Linked DNA regions of Rattus norvegicus: region 2 is linked to region 1. Evidence: chromatin contacts called from public Hi-C data. All regions are on one chromosome and are shown on one strand. Each heading gives the region's core, a stretch centred on a gene start, on an enhancer-like site or on the middle of the called end of the contact. The rest is flanking DNA. Distances are from core to core; before and after follow the strand shown. Region 1 holds the start of Olfml2b (olfactomedin-like 2B). Region 2 holds the start of LOC100911728 (40S ribosomal protein S27-like).

The links. A called contact is a pair of places that touch in the nucleus more often than the background predicts.
Region 2: a Hi-C map of the A7r5 cell line shows a contact between it and region 1, with 4 times the contacts expected there. The contact joins the promoter of LOC100911728 here to the promoter of Olfml2b in region 1. A contact is called at or near these places in 8 of 12 Hi-C or Micro-C datasets (the A7r5 cell line, Schwann cells, frontal cortex and 5 more).

The regions. Positions count from the first base shown.
Region 1 is chr13:85,400,715-85,403,890 of GRCr8, reverse strand. It overlaps Olfml2b (olfactomedin-like 2B), which reads right to left and starts at 1,722. Exons shown (of 8, transcript NM_001107195.1): 1 at 1,140-1,722. The coding sequence starts at 1,313.
Region 2 is chr13:85,613,812-85,616,987 of GRCr8, reverse strand. It overlaps LOC100911728 (40S ribosomal protein S27-like), which reads right to left and starts at 1,454. Exons shown (of 1, transcript XM_003751271.6): 1 at 1,154-1,454. The coding sequence starts at 1,449. The coding sequence ends at 1,210. It overlaps Atf6 (activating transcription factor 6), which reads left to right. Exons shown (of 16, transcript NM_001107196.1): 6 at 604-807.

The sequences.
Region 1 (3,176 bases), core at 473-2,972:
GCATATGTTAGCATAATTATTAAAAGAAGAAACAAGCGGTTTGATCAACCCCAAAGTAGGGCTGACAGTTCTCTCTCGGGAGAGAAAGGACTCAGACTGAGGGCCTAGAGGAGGCACAGGAAACTCGCTCAGCATCCTTTCTCTGACATTACTCATCCTGAGGACCAAGGAGTCACCCACTGTACATCAGCCCCCCAGCTCTGGAGAGTAGGAATGCCACATAGGTGTGAGAAGCGCCCCTTACAGTCCCAAGAAGCAGGCTGCAGAGTGATGGAAGCCAGGCACTCCCTTTCAGTTTTGGCTTCCGCTCCTCATCTCTGAGAGGGCTATCAGGGTGTTCTGAGTTCTGAGTTCGTTCATCAATGGACACGCTACAGCACTCATCGATGTCCTGGGTCACTTGGCTCCCAGAGAGAATCAGCCACAACTGTGTGGATCTGCACTAACACTCTACTCCTGGTACACCAGGTCTTAACACAAGTCCCTCTGTTCTGGGGTCCCCCTCCTAGGCATCACACATTCTGCCTTCACCTTATGCCTCTGTCCGAATGGCTCGTCTGGGGTTATAAAACATCTCCCACCGCGTATGCCATCTGCCTCCTATCCTACGTGCCCTCCTGTTTACACATTCCAATTCTGACAGGCAGTCTCGTAGGCAAGAGGGACTTTTCACAACCATTACATCAACAAACACACATGCACACGCACAGGCACACACATCTTTCTTCTCAACAAGTGTATGGAATCTTCCTTTCCTTTCTCTTGCCTTAGTAAGCCTGAAACACTCGGCAGTTGTGAGAGCAGGACCCATGCCCTTACTTTTAACACAATACCTTATCACAGTGCCACAAAACTAAAGTCAGAGCAGTAGAATCTCCACGTTTGAGAAGCGGAGGTAAGAGGGACCAGAAGTTCAAGGCTGGCCTCAACCACACAGTGAGCTTGGAAACCAGCCTGGTCTACAAGAAAGCCTGTCCAACACCAAACAAGCAATATAATGTGACAAACTAAAAGTAAACATCCTTTTCACTAAAAATACAGAGAAAAACAGCTGCTCGCAAACACTTCATCCAGGAGTAGCCTCAGGTCCTTGCGGTCCCCCAAGGTAAGACGGGTGGGCATGAGATTCCTCATCCTACCTGAGATAAAACGTTCTCCTGGTTGTCCGCCTCGTTTTGCAGAACGTCATCCTCCGTGGGCGCCACTGTTTGCACATCGGGGGGCTCACTTGTCCCTGTGGGAGGTGTACTGGACCCCCAGACCCGTGCCACCACCAAAGCAAAGCAGAGAACCAATGGCAGAGGATAGGCCATGAGAGATGCAGCGATAGGGACCTTAGTCCCTACAGAGACCACCTTGGGTTGGGGGGGGGGATCTCAACAAAGACAGGCTGGAAGGCGTCTTCACTGGAGTCCGGAAGAGTAGTTGCTCAGAGAACCGTCTAAGGCTGGGTGTGGCTGAGTGGAGCAGGACTGTGCTCCCCAGAGACCCTGAACATCTCCTTCCAGACCCCAGCAACCTAGACTGTGCAGAGAGGTCACAAGAAAGAGGTGACTGGGGGAGCGGAGTAGAGCGCCGGCTTGCTGAGGGCGAGCCGTAGGGTGAGCTCAGGTGGAAGACTGGCGCCGGGAAGCCCAAGCCCGGGACACACTGGGACTGGACTCAAGACGGACAGTGGCCACAGAGCACAAGACGAGGGAGGGTTGCTGGCCCAGGGCGCCGCGGGGCTGGCGCGGAGGGAAGGCGGAGCCTCTATTGTGCCGGGGCAGAAAGATGCAGCCAGTGACGGCGCGGAGGAGGAGGACCGGGAAGCGCACAGAGTCGGGCTCTACGCCCGGGGACCCCGCCTCCTCCAGGGTTCGGCCGCTGCGCTAAGCAGGCGCCGGCTGGCGTGGGAAGGGCGCTGCTGGCCTTGTATCTGACTGTAGATGCTGACCTGAGAAGGACTTCGTGTGCGTTTTCAAGAGTTTTCTTCACGCCCGAGCCCCGGCGGAGCCCTGACTGGCCCCTGGAGTGCAACCGGGACAGCAGAGGAACATGATCTCTCCTTTTGATATGTTTTTGGTTTGTTTGGTTTTTGACCCCCGACTTCATCCAGAGTGAGAGAAGCTTCGAATTTAGGAATAACTGTAGTCCTCATGTCTGTCACAACCTTAGAAACTGAAAATACCTCAACCTAGAGGATGCATCTTGAATCTCTGACAGAATGTGGTGGAGTTGGATACATTTTTAAAATGCGGAGAGTGGCTACAGGTTTCTGCCACTCTGCTTGTCCTGGTGATTTCCCAGAACTAAACGCCTGCCACAGGGAACACCTCTTAGAATCTCCGTGGTTTGGGACAGAATGAACAGGCCAGATAATCTCTAAAGAGTATATATTTGTGGTCGTTATTGTGCTCTTTAATTGGTGTCCCTGAATATGCCTGCTAAGAAGATTAACAGTGTCACTTTCGCAAAGAGCATTGCGCCTTCCAGGATAACTGCCACTCTGAGAATACTCAGCAGAGCCAGGTCAATCCTGAGGGGTTGTAGCTAACCCGAGCATGTGAAGCTCGGCTGGGGCGAGCCTTGCCCTTCTCCTAGTCCATCGACCTTGTTAAAAACCGTTAGATTACATTCCTAAAGCTAGCCACCAAGATCTAGAACCTTATTTGGCCACTTCCTCCCCTGAGGCTAACTACAAAAGTGCAGCAATTAAAAGCCCTAATTAATCTGTGCAATCAAAATTAAACCCCTCATCCTAACACGGGGTTTCCCCCTTTACCTTACGAGCTGCCATTTGCCTATAGGCCTATGTGTCTGTCTCCTCTCCATCCAGAGGCGGACCTGTGTCCTCCAGAACAGAGATCTCTTCCGCTTCTCCCTTGTTCCTTTCCCCTTCACCCTCATCCTCTCTCTCCTGTCTTTGACTCTTATTCCCTGCCATTTGTTCCTCTGGGGCAAATAAATCTCCTTTGGGCTGAGAACTTGGTCTTGGGATGTCAATATCAATCCCCTCAAAGTCAAAGGGTACCTAAAAGGTATTCTACTTCCTTGAGAAATCCGAACTCAATCGGGAACTTTGTTCCTGATGCTGAGCAAAGAGATTGGAATAATTCAACCAATAAATCAAGCAGAAGCAGACTCCAGCTTAGATATGCTAGAAGACAGAAGTGTAATGTTCTCATTATTTATTA
Region 2 (3,176 bases), core at 205-2,704, 210 kb before region 1:
ATATCTATATCTATATCTATATCTATATCTATATATATATCTGTGATCCAAGTGGGTGTCTCCTGTCCCCAGAGGCCAAAAGAGGGCTTCGAATCCCCTGGGACTAGGATTGCAGATAGTTGTGACCTGTTCCAGAATCCAGGTCCACTTGTGTAACAACCAGTACTCTTAAAACCCTAAATTACATCTTTTTTGTTGTTGTTGTTTTGAATGACAACTGCGAAGAGGACAAGGGGAGAAATTTTCCTGTGATGGTCTTTGTCATCATAGGTGAGAAATATTAAAGTAGACTTGGGTTCTGTTGTCTGCAGGAGAGGCTGTAAAGGTCCAGTTACAGACACTGTGAGCCTCTCAGCTCATTAAGCGCAGGCTTCATTCAGTACTGTTAGCCTTTACCAGATCATGTTCCCCCTTCCAGAACTGCACAGAGGATGATCTCAGGTCGGGGAGTTCTTTTCAGTCCACTCTGTTACAGAGAAGCTGTGCATATGCCCCTTGGTGACTGTTACTTGAAGTCAGGCTAATACATAGAGGAGCGCATGTAACGTGATATGTTTTCTTAACTTTCTTCAGATTGATTTGAATTTTGTTTTTTTACTCCAGAACATGGACTGACTCCAAAGAAAAAAATCCAGATGAGTTCAAAACCTTCAGTTCAGCCCAAGCCTTTGTTACTTCCAGCAGCACCCAAGACTCCAGCAAACGCCAGTGTCCCAGCAAAGACCATCATCATTCAGACACTGCCAGCCCTGATGCCACTGGCAAAGCAGCAGTCGATTATCAGTATACAGCCTGCGCCCACCAAAGGTACCCGTGAGACTGATGCTCTGCCTTTATTGGAAGAAACGAGGTTTATATTACATAGTTTAATAAGGCTTATATTACACACTTTAATATGTGTTCAATTTTTTGAGCGTGTGGCATCACATCAGAAAATGTCCTTGTCTAAAGATTTTGCAGAGAAAACTAAAGTGATGAGGTTCATGTCCTTCGAGAGACAGTACATTACAGATCATAACTGTTTCTTTCTTTCCTTCTTTCTTTTTTTTTTTTTTTCGGAGCTGGGGACCGAACCCAGGGCCTTGCGCTTGCTAGGCAAGTGCTCTACCACTGAACTAAATCCCCAACCCCCCTTCTTTCTTTTCTTTAAAAATATATATCCAAAATGTATTTATTGGGAAGGTTCCACTCATCTTGAATCAGGGGCTTTCAGTGCTGCTTCCTCCTGAAGGAGCATCCTTCTGTCAGCCTTGCTTTCCCACCTGTAGGCTGACAGAGGACCATGGAGCAGCCAACACACAAGACTACTGTTTGTGCATGGCTAAAGACCGTGGTGATTTTATAGCATCCTGGGCATTTCACATCCATAAAGTAGCAATTGGGGCTCTGCACCAGGCGCTTTTTCTTCTCTTTTGGAGAGGGATGAAGGAGATCCTTTGTGAGAGACATGTTCTCGTAGGGAGGTCATCACCGCCGGAAAGCTGCTTCTTTTTTCTTACAGCTTTTATTGTGATAATATCTGGATTCAAGGTGCTGCTGTTGTTCTTGTGGTGGTGGTGGTTGTTTTCCTCCTCCTCTTTCTCCTCCTTCTCTTCTTCCTCTTCTTTCTCATCTTCCTCCTCCTCCTTCTCCTGATTTCTCTTTTTCTTGCTTTTTTTTGAGGCAGAGTCTCATGTATCCTTAACTGGCCTGGAACTCTGTAAGTAGACCCAGCTGGCTTCAAAGCAGCAGAGATCTGCTTGCTCCTGCCTCCTGAGTGCTGGCACTAAAGGTGTGGGCCACAACTGGCTGAGGCTTTTGATAGGAAATCACTTAGAATGAGGAAGAAACTTTGGAAGATGTTTTATTGCTATTTTATTCTGAGATTATTCTGGCTGTGGCCTTTTTGTTTTGATTTTTTTTTAGGTGTGGTTAGGATTTAAAATAATAAGGACCATTTCAAATCAGGGATGTGTTGAGCAATAAATATGGCTCTTAATTTCTGAGGAGACTGTAGCAGGGCGTTGAACTAGATTTTAGAAGACCTGATTTGCCAATTAGCTCAGCATTGGTGTTTTTCTCTATTTTCTCCACCAGATGGCATCGTGTGCTCGCGATTCTACCAGAAAGGCAAATGGATGTCTAGGGTTCATACACTAGTGATAGAAATTCAGGCTTGAGGAATGATAATCTTGAGATATGTGCATCTGAGGCAGCTTAGTCATTCTGTACTTACATTGATCCGTGTATACGTGGCTATGAGAAAATGCATGTAGCATTCATTTCTCAGGATTGCCTTTATTGACACTAATTAACTGATTGACACTGATTAACTAGGAGTTAATCGGGCATGCGTAAATAAACATCAATGTCACATGTGCTTTAATGGCCATATTTGCATTTAAGATTGGTTAGTGTATCTCCCTGGAGCATGCTTCTGATGGAGAAGGCTTCATAAATTTGATCTCAACCACGGGCAATAGAACGTTGATAAAAAGAACTAAACTAAGACTGGATGTATGGGTGTAAACCTATTCCTAATAAAAATGACAAAAGAAAGAGAAACAATTTGCAATGCCTGCCTTCATTCAGGAGCAACATTCCTATTTGTTTTGTTAAGTAGGGAAAATAGCAGCCTAGGAATAAGTGTCCTTGTGATTTGCAAATGGATGTTAAGGATTCGTAAACTCTTTGAAATGAAGTATAAGATTTAGTGTATATTCATAAATGGAGTTTTAGGACTAGTACCTAAAATAAAGTATTACCAAGACCTCAAAATGATTTGTGTTTTTCCAAAGGCTAAGAGTTTAAGTTCATTATAGTTCCACAGCTATTCAAACACACATATAAAAAGTCATAGGAGGACACTAACATGGCAGTGTGTTAACAAGGGAGTATACTCAAGGGTTGCTCTCAGCTCTTGGCTATGTGGAGTGATAGGAGATCTTTTTTGGTTTTGCTTTTTTTCTTTTCTTTTCTTTTTTTTTTTCAAACAGGGTTTCTCTGTGTAGCTCTGGCTGTCCTGAACTCACTCTCTAGACCAGGCTGGCCTGAAGATAGATCCACATGGCGTCTGCCTCCTGAGTGCTGGGATAAAAGGTGTGTGCCACCACTGCCAGCCCGAGAGCTATAGCGAGACACAGATTGATCTATTCTGAGCAGTTCCAGAGATTAAAAATCATACATTTTGAATTTCA